3 separate regions of the Mus musculus genome follow, and all the other regions are linked to region 1. A link is a contact called in public HiChIP or PLAC-seq data. All regions are on one chromosome and are shown on one strand. Each heading gives the region's core, a stretch centred on a gene start, on an enhancer-like site or on the middle of the called end of the contact. The rest is flanking DNA. Distances are from core to core; before and after follow the strand shown. Region 1 holds the start of Snx14 (sorting nexin 14). Region 2 has its middle 15 kb from the start of Gm28231. Region 3 has its middle 18 kb from the start of Gm28231.

Evidence for each region. HiChIP or PLAC-seq counts read pairs in DNA pulled down with a chosen protein or histone mark.
Region 2: a contact with region 1 is called in an H3K4me3 HiChIP or PLAC-seq map of bone marrow-derived macrophages, with 2.5 times the contacts expected there. The contact joins the enhancer-like site here to the promoter of Snx14 in region 1. A contact is called at or near these places in 5 of 39 promoter capture datasets (the C10 cell line, the HPC-7 cell line, hematopoietic stem and progenitor cells and 2 more), 1 of 484 Hi-C or Micro-C datasets (granulocyte-monocyte progenitors), 5 of 115 datasets of contacts at active chromatin or transcription factors (the 230-238 cell line, CD8 T cells, bone marrow-derived macrophages and 2 more) and 2 of 9 other capture datasets (adipose tissue and pancreatic islet).
Region 3: an H3K4me3 HiChIP or PLAC-seq map of the SCID.adh cell line shows a contact between it and region 1, with 25 read pairs. The contact joins the enhancer-like site here to the promoter of Snx14 in region 1. A contact is called at or near these places in 18 of 39 promoter capture datasets (the 3T3-L1 cell line, 3T3-L1-derived adipocytes, the C10 cell line and 11 more), 2 of 15 datasets of contacts at CTCF or cohesin (embryonic stem cells and stem cell-derived epiblast-like cells), 37 of 484 Hi-C or Micro-C datasets (the C10 cell line, CD4 T cells, CD8 T cells and 18 more), 32 of 115 datasets of contacts at active chromatin or transcription factors (the 230-238 cell line, DN3 thymocytes, the HPC-7 cell line and 14 more) and 2 of 9 other capture datasets (embryonic stem cells and macrophages).

Annotation. Positions count from the first base shown.
Region 1 is chr9:88,437,601-88,440,943 of GRCm38.p6, forward strand. Snx14 (sorting nexin 14) reads right to left here and starts at 1,329. Exons shown (of 29, transcript NM_001359958.2): 1 at 1,068-1,329. The coding sequence starts at 1,207.
Region 2 is chr9:88,273,591-88,276,600 of GRCm38.p6, forward strand. No RefSeq gene overlaps it. Among named protein-coding and RNA genes, the nearest start is that of Gm28231, 15 kb to the left of the region's middle. Within about 2 kb of position 1,326, at least 131 of the 459 cell types and tissues checked have an H3K27ac peak or open chromatin away from gene starts, as enhancers often do. A contact at or near this core is called in CD8 T cells, bone marrow-derived macrophages, granulocyte-monocyte progenitors and 3 more, where this site is marked.
Region 3 is chr9:88,239,994-88,243,330 of GRCm38.p6, forward strand. No RefSeq gene overlaps it. Among named protein-coding and RNA genes, the nearest start is that of Gm28231, 18 kb to the right of the region's middle. Within about 2 kb of position 1,763, at least 64 of the 459 cell types and tissues checked have an H3K27ac peak or open chromatin away from gene starts, as enhancers often do. A contact at or near this core is called in CD8 T cells, the G1E-ER4 cell line, the SCID.adh cell line and 8 more, where this site is marked.

The DNA.
Region 1 (3,343 bases), core at 79-2,578:
AGTTTCCATCGAAGAAAGTTGAGGACAAAACTCACATCCTATAGTTTACATTTTGCTCGGCTTTGCTAGTCCAGCTTGAAACACCTTTCAGAGGACAGAACTGTATTAAGTAACTAGTAATGTCTGCTGTTAAAGGAACTCACTTCTCCCACAGCCCTACAATCAAGCACCTCATCATCACAAGCCGGGCACTTTTTCTGTAAGACAGTAATTCATAGTAATTACTATCTGTTAATCTATCGCTTAAGCCCCAATTCTACAAAGCCACCAAGATGGCAGAAACGAGAGAGAGAGAGAGAGAGAGAGAGAGAGAGCGAGAAATGAAGGAAAACAACAAAACTGTTGTCAGAATCACAGGAAATAGCCTTAGTGAAACTACTAAGTCAAATCTCTTGTGTATGTTTCTCACTGTTATTCTTGCAAATGAATTACTTCAAAATAAAAGGCGACTGCTTGTTCAAAACAGAGAAAAGAATGTGACGATGTTTTTAAGTACACATCTTTTCTACTATCACTGCACCCATACTACTTCTGGAAATATAAAACACAACAAGCTTCAGGGGCGGAGACTTCTGACCTCAAAATGTCAATTTAACTACAGATCTTGAAAAAAAAGAAAAACCAGAATATTGTAGAGTTGCGATGGGTACTACACTGCTTTCTGACTTTGGGTCAAAAACCAGTATTTTAAAGAGACGAAATTGTGGTTGCAAAGGTGTGTGCCGGTGTGAGGGCGTACTGTTGCGAGAGAAGGCTTCCCCAAGAGGAGAGGCTGCGACAGAACCTTGAAGCCACCTCCCTCCGATCACCTTTACTGAACTGAGGTGGCATTACAGATTGTAATTGTAAAACAGACGATAAAGGCTCGTCATTGAGAAATGGTCAAAAAGGAGAGGTTGAGAGCCAGGTAACCACGAAGGCTGCGTGGTCCCGGGCCCGCACCCGTCCGCATATCCGGGAGCAACCTGGGCCGCCCTTCCCGAGACCGCGGTGCAGAGTGCGCTCCTGCCCGCCGCCCAGCAGCCTGCGGGCTCTCGAGCGGCCGCCGCGGGGCCAACAGCAGGTACCTGTTGAGGAGCAGCGAGGCGACGCTGAGGCAGAGCAGCAGAAAGCAGAACAGCGGATACTGACGGCAAATCTCGCGCCCCACGTCCAGCCGCAGCCGCTGCTTCAGCCTCCCGCAGATCGTCCGCACCCAAGACCCCATCTCAGTCCACGCAGGGGAGGACGTGCCGCCCTCAGAGGCAGAGGCGGAGGGCACCCCCAAACCCCGGCGGCGGAGCCACATTGCCACCCACCACCCAGCTTCACAGCTAGACTCAGCCGCACAAGGCCCCGCCCCGCAACCCTCGCCGCGCGTGCGCAACCAACGCCCCAACCACACGCAAGGCCGCCCCAAGGCCGCCGCCACCATCCCGCGGGAGGACTGGGGAGCGCTCGGACTGACGTTCTGGCGCGGCCACCCACTTTCCTTATCCGGAAGTCCAGGGAAACCTAGAATGCAGACTGGCAGAAGAGTGTGGGAAAGCTAATTGCACAGCAGCCGCGTGCGGCTCCTGGAGCCCTCTGGGAAATGTAGTCCATACAGCGGACCCTGCCGCCTCAACCTCTCGGATTCTCGTTGCCACACCTAAGGGAGAGGAGGAAAGGACGCCTTCAAGTCCGCTTTTTAAAAGGGGATCAAGCTGGGGCGTATGACAACCTACCCGCCCGCCACCCACCCGCAATCCACCTCCGAAAGAAAGTCATGTTAGCCACGTAACCAACAACGAGGGAGTCACCTCACCCCGCGATCTTAACCATAACCCAGCGTGTGACGACAGCAGGCTTGGAATCTGGATAGTCCCTTTTAGAATTTCATTCAGCATTTTGTAGGAGCTAAAACTCAGGCATGTAAAGCGTTTGAATTTACCCTACAAACATTACCCTTAGAGCGTAAGCTATTCTAGTTTCAACTACAGCATAATCACATCGCTGAGACAAGCAAGATCCTGCTCGGGATCGCTTCTTAGCGAAAACAGAATTTCATGCTATTCTGACACTGGCAGTTTCCATCAAGCCACCTCTCTCCCCTAGACAGGGAAACAGAACTCCTTGTTTTCTCAAGTGTATGTGCAGCTTCATTAATATTTTCAATATTCTGAAAAGGTGGGTGATCCTTAGTGGCTCATTTCCTTTACAGGATGTACCATCCTTTCTTCCCATTACAGCTGTTAGAAATTCAGGTCTTTGTCCTTAAATTTACATGTATTCCTAATTTCTTCAGAACCAACTTTAATACAACGTGTACCAAAGAACATTAAATACACACTAGCAGTATCTTTAGATGACAGTAACATTTCCACTCATGAAGTGTGCATCTGTCACCAAATTCTTTATATATATATATTCTTTATATACTCATGTGAAGTTTCAAGGTACACACTTAACATTCACTTTTGTAATTTTACACTGTTAACTCCACAAAGAGCACGGTAAATCCCAACAGGGATCAGTAGTCTGGACACAGCAAATACACACTCTCAAACAAATCACAGGACCAAAGGGCTGTAACCCAGTAATAATGTTTACCAAACGTGTAGGGTTTGATACCGAGATTTGCAAAATAGCCTTCCCTTACTGAAATAGACTGGGGCTAATAATGAAATAGAAACCGTTTGGATTAAGTGTATGTTAATCTTCATGCACCGTAAAATGCCTAGTGTGAATCTAAGTGATTTAAACTGGTTAGTCATTTGTCTTGCATTTTGTATTGCTTTGCTTCTAAGTTTCTGAACTTGTTAACCAAGATAGTGTACCTTTAATAGATTGTTTTTCATTTCTGCTCAAATTAGACACCTTTGAAACATTTGTCTAATTCCTTTGCAGAACTTAAAATGAACTAGGCAATTTGTCTATATTGGTTTTAGAGTGAATTTCTTCCCTAACAGGATTTTTGGTTGTAATGAGGACTTAACTGTCTCATAAATTGTTATCAGTGCACAACTTAACTAAATATCTTTCCACAAGACCCCACTGCTATGACTTCACCCATGAAAATTAACTTCTAAATGTTTCTTCACTCTTAAAGTTTACTATCCACTTTACACTTATGAAGTTTTCTAACTTATATTAAGCTCCCTAGAACAGCTATGACATTTCCTCAATCGATCCTGTTTATGAAATTCTGCCAGGCAATGATGGTACACGCCTTTGATCCCATCAATGGAGGGCAGGAGCAGGTGTGGATCTCCGAGTTTGTCTTCAGAATGAATTCTAGAACAATCAGGGCTACACGAGAAAGGGGAAAAGAAAACGCTGTCTTGCCTAATACTATGAACTGGATTTGCTTCAGCTCCTGCAC
Region 2 (3,010 bases), core at 76-2,575, 160 kb before region 1:
CTTAGAGCAGAGCCCTTGCTTAGTGGGTTGACAGCTTGCTTCTTGATTTTTTGCTTCAACAAATTGATGTTGAGGAACCATTCTGAAGCAAGGCAGTAAAGCTCCAAGCTGGGAACCCAGCTTTAGGGGGGTAGCATACGTGATATCACACTTCTCTTTTTAAAATGTATTTATTTTATTTTTCATTTATTTGTAGGTATGTGTGTAGGTATGTGTGCATGTGCGTGCGTGTGGTGGTGATGGTGGTGGTGGTAGTGGTAGTGGTGGTGGTGGTGTGTGTGTGTTTTTGTATGTGAGGAGACAAGAAAAGGGAATTGGAGCTGGAGTTATAGGCAGCTGGGAGATTCCTTTCATGGAGTCCTGGGAACTGAAATCCCACCCCTAACCACAGAGCCATTTAAAATATTTTTTAAAACTTACATATCAAAGTTTATCCAGGGAGCACTTTGATTGTGTAGCAGGAAGACTGGAGGTTCAGAACACTAGTCTAGGGCTAACCTTGTTCTGAGAGAACAAGGTAGTGTTTTTATGCTCACATATGCCACATGGGTAGGAAACTGGGCATCACTGGGAGAGCTGAGTCAATCTGGCTGGCAAAGGTTCAGGAAATCTGGATGAGGCCTGTCTGCACTGTGCACATAAGTAACACTCTCAGGCATGGGCAGGGTTTTTGTTTATCTTCCAAGCTGGCATGAATCCTGTGGGGAGCCAAGTGGAGTCACAGTGTGGTCTGAAGCAGGTCACATTAACCAGTCACTCCCCTCAGCCCTTGGTTTGCAACAGGTCTAAATAAATAAATAAATAAATAAATAAATAAATAAATAAATAAATAAAAGTTTGGCAAAGAATTCCAGAAAGGGATCTCAGAAGACAACGTAAGGAAGGCTCACTGGGGCTTTCCAGTCAAGCTGAGAGACTCCCAGGTGTCAGCCTCAATCCAGCACAGAAAGCCCTCAGCAAGGCCAGGTAGAAACATTCATTTGTTTCTCTAAGCTAAAACAATACATCCTTCTAGGTCACAGTTCCAAAAACTGCAGACCAGACCATTTCCCGGGAGTCTGATACAAGCGTGCTGCTATAAATTAAAAGTAAACACAGTGGGTTTAGTGAGACACAAAGCTTACAGAGAAAAGTGGGAAGCCCTCATCAGTGTTAAGGGGAAAAGTATAAACACGGCTTTGACTCAAATCGAGAGAAAAGGTGGAATCAAAAGCCAAGTGGTTTGAAATCTGGAAACTTCCTTTCTAAGGAAAGGTTTGTCTTACTAAGTTAATGTTTTACACACTTGTGCAAAGTCCAGGGTATATGCTAGTCCACATGGACATGTCCAGAGCTCCTAAGATCCACATAGTTCTGCCTTTGGTGACAGCACCCAGCTACTGGGTACTAGCTGTCATGCTCTCCTTGAATCCACCCACTCTCAGGCCCCTTAGCTGCCTCTTCTCTTCTGTGAGAGCTTCCTTTGAGCGTCTTCAAGCTCTAGACAGAGGGAAGGACAGCACAGAGGGCATAAGAACATTTTACACTGACACAGCTACATAAAGTGAGGCTTGGCAAGTTTATATCCTCTATGTAATAACTTGCTCCAATGATGGTCATGAAAGCCTCAAAGTTTAAATACAAATATGTGCACATTCTTAAGAACATAAAATGTATACCTAAAGACCTTTGTACATATAAAATCTGTATACTTTATACTTTGAGACTAGACAGATTGCACAGAGGTTAAGAGCACATACTGCTCTTCCAGAGGACCAGTTCCCAGCAACCATGTTGGGTAGATCACAATTGCCTGCAAATAACTCCAGCTCCCAGAGGATCTGATGCCTCTGGCCTCTGAGGACACTAGTGCTCACCTACACATACATATACATAATTAATAAAAAATTAATCTTTAGGGGGCTGAAGAAATGCTTCAAAGGCTAAGTCCACTGGCTACTCTTCCAGAGAACTGAGGCTCTATCCCTAGTAATCAGCGCATAACTGTCTGTAACTCCAGTTCGAGGGTATCCAATGCTTTCTTTTGGCGTCCATGGGCACCAGGCATGCATGAGATACACAGACACACAAGTAGGCAAAACATCAGTGGTGGTTTTAATGATGATACCCCCCCACATTGGCTCATATATTTGATTAGTTGATCCCAGTTGGTGTAGCTGTTTGGGAAGGATTTGGAAATGTGGCTTTATTGAAGGAGGTATGTCAGTGGAGATGGACTTGAATGTCTTTAAAAGCCCACACCATTCAGTTATATCTCTGTGCCTCATGGTTCTGACTCAAGATGAGCATCCAGCTACTTCTCCAGCACTATGCCTATCTGCCTCCTACCATGCTCCCAGCGATGATGATCATGGACTCAAACCCTCTGAAACTATAAGCACCAAATAAACACTTCCCATTTTAAATTGCCTCAGTCATGGTGTTTTATCACAGCAACAGAAGACTAACTAAGATAGTACCCTTACACATAAACTAAAATAATCTTTAAAAACAACAACAACCTTATGAACACCAGAAATAGGAAGAAAATGCTAGGAGTAGATCAGCCGGAACAATGAGTGGTTCCAGCAAACACGTTAGCCATGGTCTCTTTGCTCTTGTGCTCTTCAGTTATAGCTGTGGCATGTTGAAGTGGAGGGGAACTGAAAATAACTGAGTATTTGACGATAACAACCTGTTATTTTTGGAACATGGTGATTGAGTTGAACACAATCAAAGTACAGTGGTGACCAATCTCCCTTTCTTCTAGGATGAGCAAACAGATGATTAAACAGTGATGTCAGTGTCCTTGACCACACTCAAATGAGCAGCTGTCTAGCTGCTGCCTCTGCTCAACTGATGCTGTGTTTTGATTGTAGTCAGAAGCATTCAAACACAACAGAGTTGGTAAAGTGTTATGGGAGGAGGCTTGCTTGCCTCCACTCAATTGACATTGTATGAATCCAGAGGTTGTGCCTGTGTGTGTGTGTGTGTGTGTGTGAGAGAGAGAGAGAGAGAGAGAGAGAGAGAG
Region 3 (3,337 bases), core at 513-3,012, 200 kb before region 1:
CCATTCCATGGGCAAGAACCAATCCCTGACACGATTAATGATACTGCAAGTTATGCTTGCAGACAGGAGCCTAGCATAACGGACCTCTGAGAGGCTCCACAGAGCAGCCAATGGAAACAAATGCAGAGACTCACACCCAAACATTAGATGGAGCTCAGGGAGTCCTGTGGAAGAGTTCAAGAAGGACCAAGAGACTGGAAGAGGACAGGAACCCCACAGGAAGACCAACACAGTCACTAACCTGTATCCTTGGAAGTTTCCAGAGTCTGAATCACCAACCAATGAGCAGGCACAGGCTGGACCGAGGACCTCTGCAGATATGTAGCAGATGAGCAGCTTGGTCTTCATGTGGGTCCCCCAACAACTGGAGTAAGGGCTGTCTGTTGCCTGCCTGTCTGTGGATCCCATTTCCCTAAATGGACTGCTTTGCCTGGCTTCAGTGGGAGAGGATGCCCCTAGTCCCACAGGACTTGATTGCTGGAGTGGGGGAAGGGGGGTCGTGTATCTATCGTGGGAAGCTAACACCAAGAAGGAGGCTCCACCTTGCAAAGGAGAAAGAGGGTGGAATCCGGGAGGAGGATCTGCATGAGAGGGAGGAGGGGGAGCTGATATTGGGATGTAAAGTGAATGAATATACAAATTAATAAATTTAAATTTTGAAAAGGAAAGAAAAAGAAAGCCATGCAGTTGGCTAATCGCTAAAGAAGAGTCTTTCTGCTCCTCTCCTCAGTACAGTGACTGTCCCAGTCTCACTCTGGGCTCCCAGTATCAGACTCTGCCCTCCACTAAGGAGAGCTAGCTCTCAGTATATCCTCCTGAAGGGGTCACTCCTCCACCCCCACAGTCCCTGACACTAAGCCCAGGTTTTCTTTGTCTCGCTCTCCCAGATGAGGCAGCTAGGGTCATTTGCACAGCACCTACTCCAGCCAATCAACATTCCAACAAGAGGAGAGCTGTGCTCTTAGCTAAGAACGGCTAAGAATAGACCTTAGCTAAGGTACTGCTCGAAATTGATGGCTGCTGGGTAAAGAGGGAAATTTTTCTTCAAGGGTGTGGGCTGTGGTGGATGGCCCCACACTCATGCATGTGTACAACAGCACTCACTGAGTCGAAGGAGAAGGGGGAAAGAGAAGAAAGAAGGAGAACAAGGAGGAGGAGAAAGAGGAGGAGAAGCTGGTGAACTGGATAATGTCACTTGCCACAAAAACCTAGAGATTTGCATGCAATCCCCAGCCCCATTGAAATGTGAAGGAGCGAATTAACTCCATAAAGTTGTCTTATGTTTTCCACAGGGGCCGGAGGGACGGGAGGGGGGGTTGTAAGGAGGGGAGACAGGGGTACTGGGCAAGGCTGGGGGTGGAGGGGGGCACTGTGGGTCTGGGTCCACACTCTCATCACATACACTAGCGATAAATATCTCTAAAGAAGAAGATGTGAAGGTGAAAGGGTGTGTTGGGGGTCAGGGAGAGTCGGAGGCAGGGATCTGAGGTGGATATGATCACGATACTGAATACATTTATGAACTCGTCAAAAAATTAAATTTAAAATCTTCTAAAATATCAGGGCCAGCAAGATAGCTCAGCAGGTAAAGACATAGCCACTAAGTCTGACAACCTGAGAACAAGCCCGACGACCTACAATACAGGAGACAAACAACTTCCTAAAGTTGTCCTCGGAAATCCACACATGCGCTGTAGCACTCCCATGTGCCAATGCGTGCACCGGACAGAGGAAGGTCTGCCCTGGGCTAAATTCAGCTCACCGTGCAAATACACCAAGAAACCAGCAGAGGGGGATAATGTCTAGTAAAAAGAGTAAGAGTTACCTGTCGACTGCTTCGTATTGAGGCACCACTGGGGTAACCTTCCTAAGCTAGAAGGAAAACTCAGAGAACACAAGCCTGGACACGTGTTTCCTGATTTTGTGGCGGGAGATTTCAAGGCTGCTTAATGTCTGCCCTCTGGACTGGACTATGGCAGTCTCTTAGCAGTCCTGCTGTATTCATGAATCTTTGGGATAGTTTTAAGCCCTCATCTTGGGCACTTCAGTTGTGATCAAAATATTACTAAGGCTTGAGAAAAGCAAGCGAAAAACAGTTTACAACTGATAAAATTATTTTTAATAAATTATTTATCAGTTTGATCACATGGTTGCCAGTTCATTCATATGTGTGTGTGTGAATATAGTATATATTCATACATAAATACATACATACATACATATATGTGTGTGTGTGTGTATATATATGTATATATATAAAATGTAACTTGTACTCAAACATTTAAGCTACAAAAACCAGTCATTTCCAAAAGTGACAGAAGAAAATGAACTTTTATCCAATTTTTAAAAATTTTTTTTAAAAAGAGGAAGACAGGAAATAGACAGGAATACCTTGTCTAGTTGTCCCTCTCCTTTTCCTCACCAGACCTGCTCATCAAAGGAGAATGGAAGAGGCTGTCACTCCCTTCCTCACCAACACATCCTGCCCTGTTGAGATTTGGTTTCCTCTCAGAATTACGCCTGTCAAATGAAACTAATCATGTGAATATGTGCCATCATGAGCTACTGATGAAGCACACCCTAAGCTAAGGAGCAAATCAATCGATTAATTGTGACTTCAAAGATGAAAAGTGACTGTCGAATAGTGGAGTTGGGCAAAATGTGCCAAAGAGATCACCCTCGGGCACACACCCAAACTAGCCCTGGGAATGTTCAAAGAACGGTAAATTCTTTCACAGTCTCGAAAGTGTCTCAAGTACTGTTGGCGAAGACTGAGTCATTGCTCTCTGAACACAAAGTAAGTTCCTAGGAGCCTCTGCTCCTGGTGCTGCCATTAACAGGCCAACCAGAGCCTTCCGGTTGGAAGTGTTGGTTGCTGCAGTGTGGAAACACCTTATTTAATCTATAGCAATGATCCATAGACATCAAGCTCATCCGATGCCATCAAGGTCGTGCCTGAAGCTGGATGAATACACATTTTCTTGGTAAGACACATCATGAGTTTCTTCTAAGTCAAGCACTATACAGTATTTCAGAACGGTGCTTAGAGAGCATTTTGAACAGCAAAATCACCCTTTGAAAGCAGAAACTAAGCAGACCAGAGAGGGCCCTTCATTTATAGCAGGGGACTGAAAGGAGATGGAGTGTTTGTTTGGCCTCTGCTAGCAGCCTGTGTTGGGGGTAACTCAAGCTTTATCACTTAGTTTAAGCACATATTCATGGATAATTTTCAAAGTGCTGTGCATATTGACCTGTTAGGAACTGTAGGAATGAGCATTTTTGTACCAAAATTAAAGTTTGGGGTTATTGAGAACATTTCTGTTAATGTTTGCTCACC